Regions from separate parts of the Sus scrofa genome. Here all the other regions are linked to region 2. A link is a contact called in public Hi-C and promoter capture Hi-C data. All regions are on one chromosome and are shown on one strand. Each heading gives the region's core, a stretch centred on a gene start, on an enhancer-like site or on the middle of the called end of the contact. The rest is flanking DNA. Distances are from core to core; before and after follow the strand shown.

Region 1 (4,200 bases), core at 1,194-3,693, 360 kb after region 2:
GGGTCTACTTCCAAGAATCTTGGGACCCTTAAGGTTTCTAGAAGGAACCTTGAAATTAGTTAAATCCATACATGAAACATGACTCCTCAGCTCCCGTTAACCATGTGCTCCTAACGAGTGGCTGGCAATTTTTATCTGGACAGTTTTATTACGAAGAAAATCACGTCTCCCTTCTCAATCATTCATTCAGTCTCTGGATAGCTTTTCGGGAAAGATGAGCAATTTTCTGCTTGTGCGAGCTCCAACACAGCGTCTCCCAAGAAGCCTTCTTTTCCAGATATTTGAGGATGGATACCATGGACTATTCTCTCTCCCTTCCACCTCGCTCCTTCCCACCACGAGGCTACCCTGTTCCAGCAGAGAGAAGCTTTCATTCCTCTGGTCACTGTCTTCCGAGCCAGCCCTAGTTGCTCCCGGTCCCCAGCAGGCACATCTCTCCCCCCAGCGAGGAGGGAGCCTCCCCCACGCCAGGGTTCATGGTCATCGTTAGGCCCTGAGGGTGCACCACGCCTGCTGGCTCCCACGCCTCCGAGACAACACAGCCAGACATCACGGCACTTTGGCCGTGAACCGTCTTCCGCGTGAGGCTGTTCCTGCTCTACCCCTACCCGCCCTTGTTCAAGGGAGACCACGTCTGATCCAACCCCTAGCCTCTCTTTCAGCCCCAATCCACAGGTCCATGAACTTGGTGTCCGAAGTACCCATGACATAACAGTGTCACTCCTTTAAAAAACCATCAAGCTGCTTAGTAATACATTTAGAGAACTCACGGCCCGCTGACAATTTAATCAGCGGCGACGTTCAAAAATTCATGGAGGGCGTTAACTTACAACAACTTGGTGAAACGGGTGCCTTTCAAAATAATGTTTATGTTTTTTAGTACAGGTTTAACAAGGGAAAAGTGTAACCAAAACGCTACTGTTAATCAACTGCATCATTAAACGGCAGTAAGGACACATCTCTAGACGGGTAGTTGTCAGAGGAGGATCGCTAGAGCAGCAGCATCAGCTCCAGCTGAGGTTTTCAGAAATGCAAACTCTTGGATTTACACCAGACCTACTTACTGAATTAGACCCGCTGGCTGCAGACGGGGGCACAGAAATCTGAGTTTTAACAAGCCCTTCAGGTAATTCTGATGTACTCTGGGAATCTAGATCAATCTTAAAGCTTTGAGTTTTAAAACCTCATAATCCTTTTAAGACCTGAAGTTTGTTTGTTTGTTTTTTTTTAAATCTTATCATGGGTTCTACCCTTTACAGTGAGTGAAGGCATAGCATTCTAAAAGTCAGCATGGATTTTGTTCTCCTTCTCCAGCTCTCTGGTATTTTCCCAACAATCCACGGTTTCTGAAAATACATCTGGTGATTAGTATGTTTATTAGCCAACGCCATGCTCCGTCAGAGCTGTACTTAGCATGACATGTGAATTGCAAAAAGTCTAAGAGCGAATACCTTTTAGGGTAGGGCCGAGGAAAACCGGTCCCATTTTTACCAGAGGAGGGTCACTCTCCTCTCTTGGCAGACTGATTTCTGACAGGTTTTTTTTCCCTTGTTTCCACCCTTTCAGCCAGCGTGACTTTTTCCTTTTTTTTTTTTTTTTTTTTTTTTTATCTTTTTTCCTCCTTCACATTTTAACCTAGGAAACTACTCATTTATTTTGTTTTTTCTTGCTTCAGCAAAGTCCAGTTTTCCTTAGCTAAGCTTTACTGTCAGCAAATTACGGTTCATTTTTAAATGCTGGAAAACGCTAAGAAGCCCTAGTGTTGCATGATAGAGCCAGACCTTTCATTTCAAATTGTCTTTCTAGACACGCGTGGAGATTTCAAGTCTTTCGTACTGCATCGCAAAAAAAGGATTTATGAATAATTCATGACGGCGGTATTTTTAACAAAACGTTCTCCATGACAGATTTGGAAAGCTGAAACGTTTTATGAAACTTTCTAAAAACTTAAGACTTTTCCAAAAGGAAAGTAAGCCCTGCCATCACTAATTAATTCGTTTAAAATACTTCAACTGGAATGTTTATGTAAAAACCCAACCAGGAGAATAAAAGAATGTTTGTTGAGCAACTACTACGTGCCAGGAATTGTGCCCCATGTTTATATATATTTTTTTTTTCACCAAATCTCACGACAACTTGTGAGTTAGATGAAAAACTAATGCTCAGCGTTTTGACCCTCGGTCCGTGGTCACATGTCTAATAAGTGGTAGTCAGGCCAAGCTCAGGTTATTAGTATGACCTAAAGTCCGTTATCTTTGCCTACATCACACCCTGTCTAAGAGCAGATAGATGCTCAGCGAGAGACCAAGTAAAGGGAGCTACTTACGTTGTTGTTGGTCACAGCAAAGTACTGCAAATTGCTCAGATACTGGATTTCTTCCGGGATGAAGGTCAGGTGGTTATAGCTTAGATCCAGATAGTGCAGTTTGGTGCACAGGAAAAGCTGCAGGGGCAAGTTCTCAATGTTATTATGGTCCAGGGAGAGCTGCTCTAGATTCGCTAATGCCCCAATCTGGGCAGGAATATAAGCGATGTTATTGTGCCACAACTTTAAGCAGGAAAGGTTCTGGAGGTGCTGAAAGCTGATGATCTCTTCCACGGTCTTCAGGTTGTTTTCTTTGAGGTCTAACTCATGCAGATTGTTCAGGCTGAAAATGGAGTGTGGAATGCGTTCCAGATCGCAGCTGATCAGCTCCAGGCTTTTCAGGTTGACCATCTTTTTCAAGTTGTTCAGCATGACCAGTTTGCTGCCCTCGTTGTCAAGGGACAGCTTCTGCAGCGAAGGCAGCAGGTCTGTGATGACCTGCGGGATCCGGGAGAGGCTGCTCTTCAAGTGCAGGGTCCTCAGGTTTTTCAGGTCCTGAAAGCCCTCCACCTGCACGGTGCTCACCTGCTCAGGGAGAACACAGCCCGACAGGTACAGCTCCCTGAGGTTCCGCAGGTGAAACACCCAGCGCGGAATCTTCCCCATCTCGGTAAATTTCAGGCGGAGGATTTTTAAATTCTCCTCCAGAAAGGCCAGGGCGGGGTGGTCGACCATCAGGGAGGAGTGGTACACGTGCAGCTCCTTGAGGTTGACCAGCTGCGAGACGGCGGGGGGCAGCTTGACCTCGGGGATCAGCTCCAGGCTCAGCACTTCGATTTCCGTCAGCTCGAAGACGTTGTCTGGAAGCCCGCTGAGCATGAACAGATGCAGCTCTACCTTGTCCTGGGAGTTCTTCACCAGCTTGCTTTTCAGTTTCTCCACCGTCCATTCGTTGTTGAGGTTGATCTGTTTCAGTTTGTTCTCGCTGACCTCGGACAGGAAGATGGAGAAGCGTTTGGCGTAAAGAGGTCGTACTGGTCGGCCAGGTGCAGGATGAAGGCAAAGTCGTTCTTCACGTCGGGGATGTCGCTGTAGTTGCTCTGCTCGCGCAGCGCCTCAAAGGAGTACTGCTTCAGGGAGCTCCGCAGCATCCACCACAGGCTGTAGGAGGAGGTGAGCCCGTACAGGAGGACCAAGACGACGTAGAAGGAAGCCAGGACCTTGAAGATCTCCGCCAGGGAGTAGACGCACTGGTAGCGCTTGTACCCCGTGAAAGCCTGCACGTCCACGGAACAGTCGATTTCCAGGCTGATGTAGGTCAAAAAGTAGGGCACGTACGTTACGATGAGCACAAAGAGAATGACCTTGACGATGATCTGCTTCAAGTACACCCTGTAAATGACGTCCTTCTGCTCCACGTGCAGCCGGAACCTTTTGACCTTCTCGAAGATGGCTTTGGCCTGTTCGCCCTCCTTCTTGTCCAGGACGCTGGAAGTCGGGCTCTCGAGGCCGGCCGCCTCCAGGCCGGGCTGCGGGTAGGGCAGGGGCTGCTTGGTGCAGTCCGCGTCCGCCGAACACGCCGAGGACGCCAGCAGGACCTTGGACTTGGAGAGCGCCGGGGGCCTCCCCGACTGCTCGGCCACCGTCTCGGACAGGGCGCGGGTGGTCCACGGGGAGTCGAAGCACTTGTGGAGGATGGCCACGAAGTGCTCGAGCCTGGAGCTGGTACTGGGGTAGTGCAGCCAGAAGTTGCTGCAGGCGGCGAAGATGAGCGTGTGCAGGAGCACCAGGTAGGGGAAGAACTTGGCGAACCAGTGGAGCTGCTTCTCGTAGCAGACGGCGTCGATGTACGAGTACTGCTGGCGGTGGAGGTCGTTCTGGATCCTCAGGGGCAG
Region 2 (3,666 bases), core at 441-2,940:
CCTTTCATATGCTGAGATTTGGCAGCTTTAACTCTTCGTGGCATGAAATTAAATCAAAGGTCAAAATACCATTTAGTCAGACTCATCACAGCACATTCAAAGTTACAGAGATTTTTTTGGTTTTTGTTTTTTGTTTGTGGTTGGCTTAGAGGCTTACGACTGTTAATGGACCGGTTTTATTCAGAAATGCTCCATTACTCAAGATTAAATCCACTCACACCCACTCCCGTGCCCCCCTAATGCTGTCATTATGTGCTCATTTTATCTTGACGCCAATTCCTATTGGGCAAGATTTGAAGGCAAGGTGAAGACCAAGTTAATTTTACTTTGTAAGCATATGAAAATGGTTTAAAGAACCGGCCTGAGAGACGAGTGAAAGGCGCTGCTAAAATACAGTTTACTTAAACAGTAAGTCCAACCCAGGCGTCTGTGCAAAGGTCTGATTTGAAGGGCATCTGATGCGGTGAAACTGACAACACTTACGACTTGAACCTGGCCAGAACCCAGACTGGGACTTGAACCTAAGTCCCATCCACACCCTAAACAGAGAAAAATGCCTTGGTTCACGGAAGTATTTCACAGGAGGGATTAACGACCGGGCAATGTTTGCTGGTGGATGAACACCCGTCCGCTAACCAGAAACACCATCGGGTACAGATGGATCCACACTCATCACTTTCCAGACGCCCTTTAAGCTCATCTTAAACTAAGACAACCCGAAACCTGAGCGTGACAAGTCACCCGGGGCCGAGGATTCACTGGAAGAACGATCTGGGTCGCTGCCCACGGGGCGGGGACAGTGCCCGCCCGGCCCGGGACCGGGAAGTCGGAGGCGGTGGGCAAGGTCCATGCCGAGGGACTGGGGCCGGGAAGTGGGAGGCGGCGGACACCGTCCACGCAGCAGGCCGGGCCGGGCCGGAGTGGGGGAGGGCAAGGTTCACGCCGAGGGGCAGCGCCGGGAAGAGGGAGGCGGCGGGCACCGTCCACCCCGCGGGGCCGGGGCCGGGAAGTGGGGGGCGGCGGGCAGCGTCCTCGCAGTGAGGCCGGGCTGGGCCGGGCCGGGCCGGGGTGGGGACGGGCAAGGTTCACGCCGAGGGGCAGGGCCGGGAAGTGGGAGGCGGCGGACACCGTCCACGCAGCAAGCCGGGCCGGGCCGGGATGGGGGAGGGCAAGGTTCACGCCGAGGGGCAGCGCCGGGAAGAGGGAGGCGGCGGGCACCGTCCACCCCGCGGGGCCGGGGCCGGGAAGTGGGGGGCGGCGGGCAGCGTCCCCGCAGTGGGGCTGGGCCGGGCCGGCCGGGCCGGGCCGGGGGCGGGCCTGGGGCCCAGGCCGCGGCGCTCTGGGCGCGCCCTTGCTGCGCCGGGGCCCGCGCGGAGCCCCCGGTCACGCGCCGGGACGGGCGCCGGGCGCGCGGTCCCCCAGGCCCAGCCCGGCCGCGGCCGCAGAACAAAGCCACTCGGCCATCTTGAGACGGTAAACAGCCCGGGGCCAGGCCGGCCCGCCTCCCGCCCGCCGCGGGGACCCGCCGGGGCCGCGCTCACCGTCCTCGAAGTCCATGGCGGAGGCTCGGGCCGACGGCCTCGGCGGCGGGGGCTGAGCGGCGGCCGGCAGCGAGCGCCCGCGACCCGGGGTCCACACGAGCAGTCAGCGCGACCGACAGCGGCGCCACCGGCCCGGAGCCGCAGGCCACGGCGAGGCTGGGGGCGGGGCCGGCCGCCGCCGCCGCAGCGCGGCCTGCGATTGGCCGGCGCGGCCTGGTGGGCGGGCCCCGGGTGGGGGCGGGAAGCAGGTCGGCTGTCAAGCTCCCCGTGCCGACCCTCGCGAGCGGCCGAGGGGAAAGGCAGGTGACAAAAGGGAGCCCCGCCGACCGGCCGGGGTCACGGCAGAGAGCGCGCCGTGTTCTGGAAGGACCGCCCGCGGCCCGCCATGTTTGATTCTGGCAAAAGCGAAAGGATCCGGTTGGAATACCTTCTCCTGCCCGAACTAATACACCACGTGCCGACCTTTCGCTTTTTATTGGCTGATGACGCCTGATCGGAAAATGTACAGTTCTTACGGAGTTTCTGCCGTTGGAGGCGCACAAGTCCGAAACGTTTTTAGAACTCAGGAAACAGAGGCGAACAGACTGCGAAGTAGAGAACCATGATCGGTATGATTCAAGACAGTCTAGGATTACGTTCTGAACGTCCAAGTGAGAAGTAAAAGCGTTGTAAAGCTTAACAGACAGGGAAGATTTGTGGCAGGAGTCACCCAGAACTTGAAGGACAACGTCGGGCAAGCGCACATACGTAATAGCATTTGCACTGCATTGCCACTTTGGAAATAGCGCAAGGGGCAGTGGGCAACGTTATTCACCCACAAGGCAATGTGGGGAAAGACAACCGTTTGGTCATTCCAACCCTGGAGCAGCTTGAACTCCAGATTAGAAAAAAAAAAAATTAAATAGAGCAAATCGTGTCAATAGTGAGTTGGTCACAGGAGAGCACATCATGATTCAAGCCGTTTGCCCTTCTTTGGGGTCCAACTAGTTGCTGGAATCAAGTTCCAAAAAGGCAGCCTCTGGAAACAGGACTGAAGGAAAAACTCACCGATATCACTGGAGCCCCAAATCTGGGCAGGGCACTGTGTCTTCCCCATCACTTTCCTTCTCCACCCACATTGAGTCACCCAGTTCTCCACCCTTGCACTGTTTTCTTCTTTTTTCCCTCCTATACATATTTTTTATTCACCTGAGTGTAACGTGTTGAAAAACTGAACTCATAATTTCCCTCCTCCAACCTGCTCATCCTCCTTCATTCTTTCATCTCTGCTGGTGGCGTCATGAGTAACCTCCCACCCACTAATCCCAGCCAGAAGCCTGCGACTCATCCTTTCAGGATTCCACCCTCTCCCATCCTCCCACCCCCAATTTACACGGAAGTCTTTCATCTGCTTATTAGCTCTGAAAATGTCTTAGGCTTGCCATCTCCTCTCCAACCCCCCTGGACTATGTGAATTAGGCTCTCATTACCTCTCTCCCAAACTACCTTCATAGCTTCCTAAACGGTTTCTCTGCCTTTCCACCTTGACCTTCTCAGACTCCTGGGTCGGCAGTGATCTAAATGCAAATCTGAACACATCGTGCGTCTCTATCATGGATTAGGTGAAGGCGAAGTTCCTTAAGATAGAGCACATCCACCCTGGAGTTCCTGTCGTAGCCTGAAGGTAACAAACCCAACAAGGATCCATGAGGACACAGGTTCCATCCCTGGCCCCGCTCAGTGGGTTAAGGATCGGGCGTTGCCATGAGCTGTGTAGGTCACAGACATGGCTCAGATCCTGAGTTGCTGTGGCTGTGATGTAGGCCAGCGGCTACAGCTCTGATTCGACCCCTAGCCTGGGATACTCCATACGCCCTGAGAGTGCAGCCCTAAAAAGAAAAAAAAAAAAAAAGTAGAGCACATCCAGCTGGATCTGGCCCCTGCCTGACCTGCCATCTTCCCACACGTCTCCCTCTTTCTCTCTCCTCTACTCTCTCCCTTTTGATTGGCAGTTTTAAGCTACTTGCAGTTCCCAGAACATCCTATGCTTTTCATTACACTGCACTTTTGCTTGTTTTTCTCTCTGCTTGGAATGCCCCTGGTTAACCCTACTCATCCTCAAAACACGGCGCAGAATTTATTTTCT
Region 3 (4,130 bases), core at 439-2,938, 430 kb after region 2:
AGACCGTCTCCCTTCTTTCAGTCTTATTTCTCCTCCTCCCAACCCTTGGAACTCTGCCTCGTTAAATCCATTTGAGAAGTGCCAGTGCTGACAATAGCTTTTATATTTGCTAAAATCAACAGTCACAAAAAGTCGGAAAGCCTCTACTATGTACTAGGCGAAGTGTATGTTTATATTCCACGTTATAACACACGTGCGTGCGCGCGCGCGCACACACACACACACACACACACACACACACATTAGGCAGGCCCTTTCCATGGATGAGTGAAATGTAACAGTGGCCCCATTATTTAAAAAAAATCAACTATTCCTGATGAGATATGTTTTTAGATATGAAATATAGTAAATATAATCAATACTCTTTTTCAAAGTCTGTGGACATTGATGAGTAGACATGTAATTACAGGCTAACCAAAAACTAAGAAGAGACATATTCCATTTTAGGCAAGGTATTCGTATAGGATCCAGAAACCCAGCATTATGAAACATCTTAATTAGGGATGATGACGTGTTTTTTTTTTTTTTTTCCAAGCAAGGGTACTACCTCACAGGATTCTTTTAAACTGTGAACTCTGATTTAAAAACATTGCTAATAATTCGATTTTTAAAATTCAATTTATGCGCTAGCTTTACCTCGTAATCATGACAGCTGCGTAGATTTACCTGTCTGAGCTGTTTCATGAAAACTACATCCATCTGGACAAGGTGCTAAGTTTAGGTCAAATTACTTTTAAAATTTTAAAATATTGTATTTGATTCTCTAGGAACGTTGAGAGTAGAGAAGAAAGAGGCAGAGTTAACTAATATTCATTTCATATTTAATTTTTCTGACTTTTTGCGAAGTGCTCTGTGTCCCATTGAGCGTCACAGCAGGGGTTGTTGTTGTTTGCTTTTTGGGGCCATGGCAGTTCCCAGGCTAGGGGTCGAATTGGAGCTACAGCTGCCAGCCACAGCCACAGCAATGTGGGATCCGAGCTGCATCTGCGACCTACACCACAGCTCACAGCAATGCCAGATCCTTAACCCACTGATGGAGGCCAGGGATCGAACCTGCATCCTCGTGGATGCTAGTCAGATTCGTTTGCGCTGAGCCACGACGGGAACTCCAGTTTTTGAGGTGAGTGTTCTTATTCTTACTCTGCAGATCAGGGTCAGAGGCCCACAAATAACCCCAGCTAATAAGGAAAGCGGTTTATAATCCAGACCCATAGAACTCCACAGTGAAGGCCTGAAAAAAATTCATCAACCATAAGAAAGGACACTTTAAGAAAAACCCTTGATTTGGGAAGGAAATAATAAATAAACTTTTTATTTTTTTTAATGCAAAGGGGCAGATCGTTGTACTCCACCAATATGTAAAATAACTTTTCTCCTTAGCTCGCTTTAAGGTAAAACCATTTAGGTTCTTGCAAACTATGGGTTGAGTCTCTTGAAAAACCCTGAAAACTTACCATGCATGAAGAAAACGATTCCTTGGACCAGTTATAGCCTCCTGGCATATTAAATGCTCGGTTTTTCTGAGGAGGCCATGCCAAATACAGGGTAATTTTAGCCGTTGCAGTCTGTCCTTATGTAAATAGAGATTTGCGATCTGCTCTCATTGGTGCCATCCCCAGCAGTACAGATGGGCTATTTTTGCCTGGTGCCAGGCTGTAGAAAGAGCTTAGAGCCTCACAGATTGGTCTGCTGCTTGAGTTGGAACGGAACCAACTACCCCAGGATAGCGCCAGTCATCTATTTTGATAGTCAGCTCTCTTCATTAGTATTCGTTTTGGCTCTGGGGCTTCAGCTCTCACACAAAGGGCGGGGCCCTGAAGGCATCTGGTTTCCCCTCCGTGTTGCTGGCTTCAGACATTTTATTAATTGCCCTGCGAGTTGGCATCGTTTGCTAGTTTCAAATACTCTTCAAATGCCCTCAGTATAGCTAATTCTTTGTTCCTTCTCTATGAAAAAAAAATCACAGGGTTCAAAATCTCTGGCCCATCACAATGCTGTATTTTATTACATTCTTGATATGGAGTGAGCATAGCCAATCTCCCAGAATGCGGTGAAGGATTTTTGCCACATGACTCTAACATTTTTCTTGTGTGATTTCATTCCGTACTGACTTTCCTTTAATCCACCCTGCCTACTCCTGGAACTCCTTCTCTTGCTTCTCTCCAATTTCAATTTATTTGCAAAGTAGTCATGTCACATCTATGCTTCTGCAGAACTTCCAGTATCTGTATTCAAGTTATGTCCTTTAGTAGCTTTAGGCCACCGTGAGGCCATGGACCAAGAGGTTACTCAGGTAGCTGAGGGATCCAGGCAGTGAAATGACTGGTTTATCCTTCTCTTCATCCACCCTACCTCCAGAGTAAGAGCAAAGCCTGGACAAATACTCTCTAGACACATGAAAATTCTGAAGTGGCCTGGATGGGACATCTAGTACATTGCATGAATCCTGTGTATTAAAACCATCCGTGCATTGGGAGTGCCCATCGTGCTCAGTGGTAATGAACCTGACTAGTATCCACAAGGATGTGGGTTCGATCCCTGGCCTCGCTCAGTGGATTAAGGGTGAGCTGTGGTGTACCTTGCAGACACAGCTTGGATCCCACGCTGCTGTGGCTGTGGATGGCAGCTGTAGCTCTAGCTCAAACCCTAGCTGGGGAACTTCTATATGCTGCAGATGCGGCCCTAAAAATAAAAAATACCAAAAAAAAAAAAAAAAAAAAAGGCATCAGTGTGTCCTCCAGCCTGCCAGAGTAGTAGCAGTTCTGGCCCCTGTCTCAGCGCCTGCCAAGACCCTGAAGCCCTGTGGCCCTGTGGGACACAGAGAATGACAGGACTTGGGATGACACTCAGGAGTGAGCACATCTGCTGCCCTCTCTTAGGCAAGTAGCTGTATTCTGGGCCCTAAGATGAAAACACTGAGATTCATTTATTTATCGTTTTACTCCTTTATTGACACAACACATGTTTGTTGATTGCCTATCTGTGCCAGGAACTCTGCTAGGAACTAGGAATACAGCTCGCAGGCCTTTTCTTGGCCTCGTGAAGGTCTTTCCCTGCAGCTCCTCACAAATCACAATGGTACCTCTGTTCGGTGTGTGCCAAGCATCTGTGCTGCCCTGCAGTGGTTATTGGCATACGTCTCTCGCATCAGCATCATAATCCTGCAGGGGAGGCAGAAAGATTCCCATTTTATAAGGGAGGAAACTGAGACTCAGAAACACTAGTTATCTTCTCAAAGTCCGTCCGTGGTGGAGCCTAGAATCCATGGACCGGAGTTTGGTTGGACTCCAATAGCAATGCCACGCCTTCTTTCCCAAGAGGCGGTAGGAAAACCCTCCTGGACGGAGAGTTAAATGCTCCGCGTGGGACCAATGCTCCCCGCAGCCCTTTGGAGCAGTTCCAGCTCTTGTCCAACCAGGACTAAGTGCAGGCTTCCTTCCCTCTCCAGGGTTTTGGCAACCAGAGGCTCTCCTCCCCAAACCACTCTTTTTCGCTGTGTCTCCTGCCAAGTGCTGTCCAGCTGCCCAGAGAGCCGATCCAATGTTTTCTTTCCCCTTCCTCGTTCTTCTCACCTGTGTACCAACACAGTCAGTCATTTGTTCTCACTTGTCGTTCCTTTTTCTAACATGCTCGCAGCCATCTTCTTCTACGGGGGGGAGAGTTTCCCTGTGTCACCTCCTAGATCAGCTTCCTGCTTTATTTCCCGGTGAAGGGGTGTGCATTCGACTCTCAGGTCTTCCCCTGCTTATCCCGAGCTGCTTCCCTGCACCCTCACTTAGCTGCTCAAGCCTGGTGTCTGCTGCTTGTGGGGAAGTAGCGTTGGGCAGGTTGTCTCGCCAGGGTTTGCCTTGAGTTACTCATTTGTAAAAAGCAACAGTACTTACCTCGTGGAGCTCTTGTAAGGAATAAACAGAGTAATACAATCTTCATGCAGTGACCGGAACTTAGTACCATATTCATAAATGTTAACTGTTACTCTTCTTGGAATTTGGTAGAGCATGTCAATTCTTTCCATGAGAAGAGACTCATGGGAGGGCCAGGACTGGCTGTAAACCCACCCACAGAGGAGCTGCCACTGGATTCCTGTCCTGGGCTGGAGGTTTAGGCTGTCAGGTAAGCGTGATTTCTGA

Evidence for each region. Promoter capture Hi-C pulls out the DNA fragments that hold promoters and counts their contacts. Hi-C and Micro-C count contacts between places; a contact is called where the count stands out from the background.
Region 1: a promoter capture Hi-C map of fetal liver shows a contact between it and region 2, with 3 times the contacts expected there. The contact joins the promoter of LRRC8C here to the promoter of LOC110260386 in region 2. A contact is called at or near these places in 1 of 5 promoter capture datasets (fetal liver) and 1 of 2 datasets of contacts at active chromatin or transcription factors (alveolar macrophages).
Region 3: a Hi-C map of fetal skeletal muscle shows a contact between it and region 2, with 2.6 times the contacts expected there. The contact joins the enhancer-like site here to the promoter of LOC110260386 in region 2. A contact is called at or near these places in 2 of 5 promoter capture datasets (fetal liver and liver), 11 of 47 Hi-C or Micro-C datasets (embryonic fibroblasts, epiblast stem cells, fetal skeletal muscle and 6 more) and 2 of 2 datasets of contacts at active chromatin or transcription factors (alveolar macrophages and skeletal muscle).

The regions. Positions count from the first base shown.
Region 1 is chr4:127,076,599-127,080,798 of Sscrofa11.1, forward strand. It overlaps LRRC8C (volume-regulated anion channel subunit LRRC8C), which reads right to left and starts at 2,444. Exons shown (of 3, transcript XM_001929205.6): 1 at 2,327-2,444. It overlaps LRRC8B (volume-regulated anion channel subunit LRRC8B), which reads right to left. Exons shown (of 7, transcript XM_013997404.2): 5 at 3,339-4,200; 6 at 2,327-3,336.
Region 2 is chr4:126,716,155-126,719,820 of Sscrofa11.1, forward strand. It overlaps LOC110260386 (DBIRD complex subunit ZNF326-like), which reads right to left and starts at 1,691. Exons shown (of 4, transcript XM_021090293.1): 1 at 1,542-1,691. The coding sequence starts at 1,557. LOC102159118 (a long non-coding RNA gene) reads left to right here and starts at 1,803. Exons shown (of 3, transcript XR_002343632.1): 1 at 1,803-3,204.
Region 3 is chr4:127,148,418-127,152,547 of Sscrofa11.1, forward strand. It overlaps the pseudogene LOC106510236. Among named protein-coding and RNA genes, the nearest start is that of LRRC8B, 14 kb to the left of the region's middle. Within about 2 kb of position 1,689, at least 23 of the 83 cell types and tissues checked have an H3K27ac peak or open chromatin away from gene starts, as enhancers often do. A contact at or near this core is called in embryonic fibroblasts, fetal skeletal muscle and skeletal muscle, where this site is marked.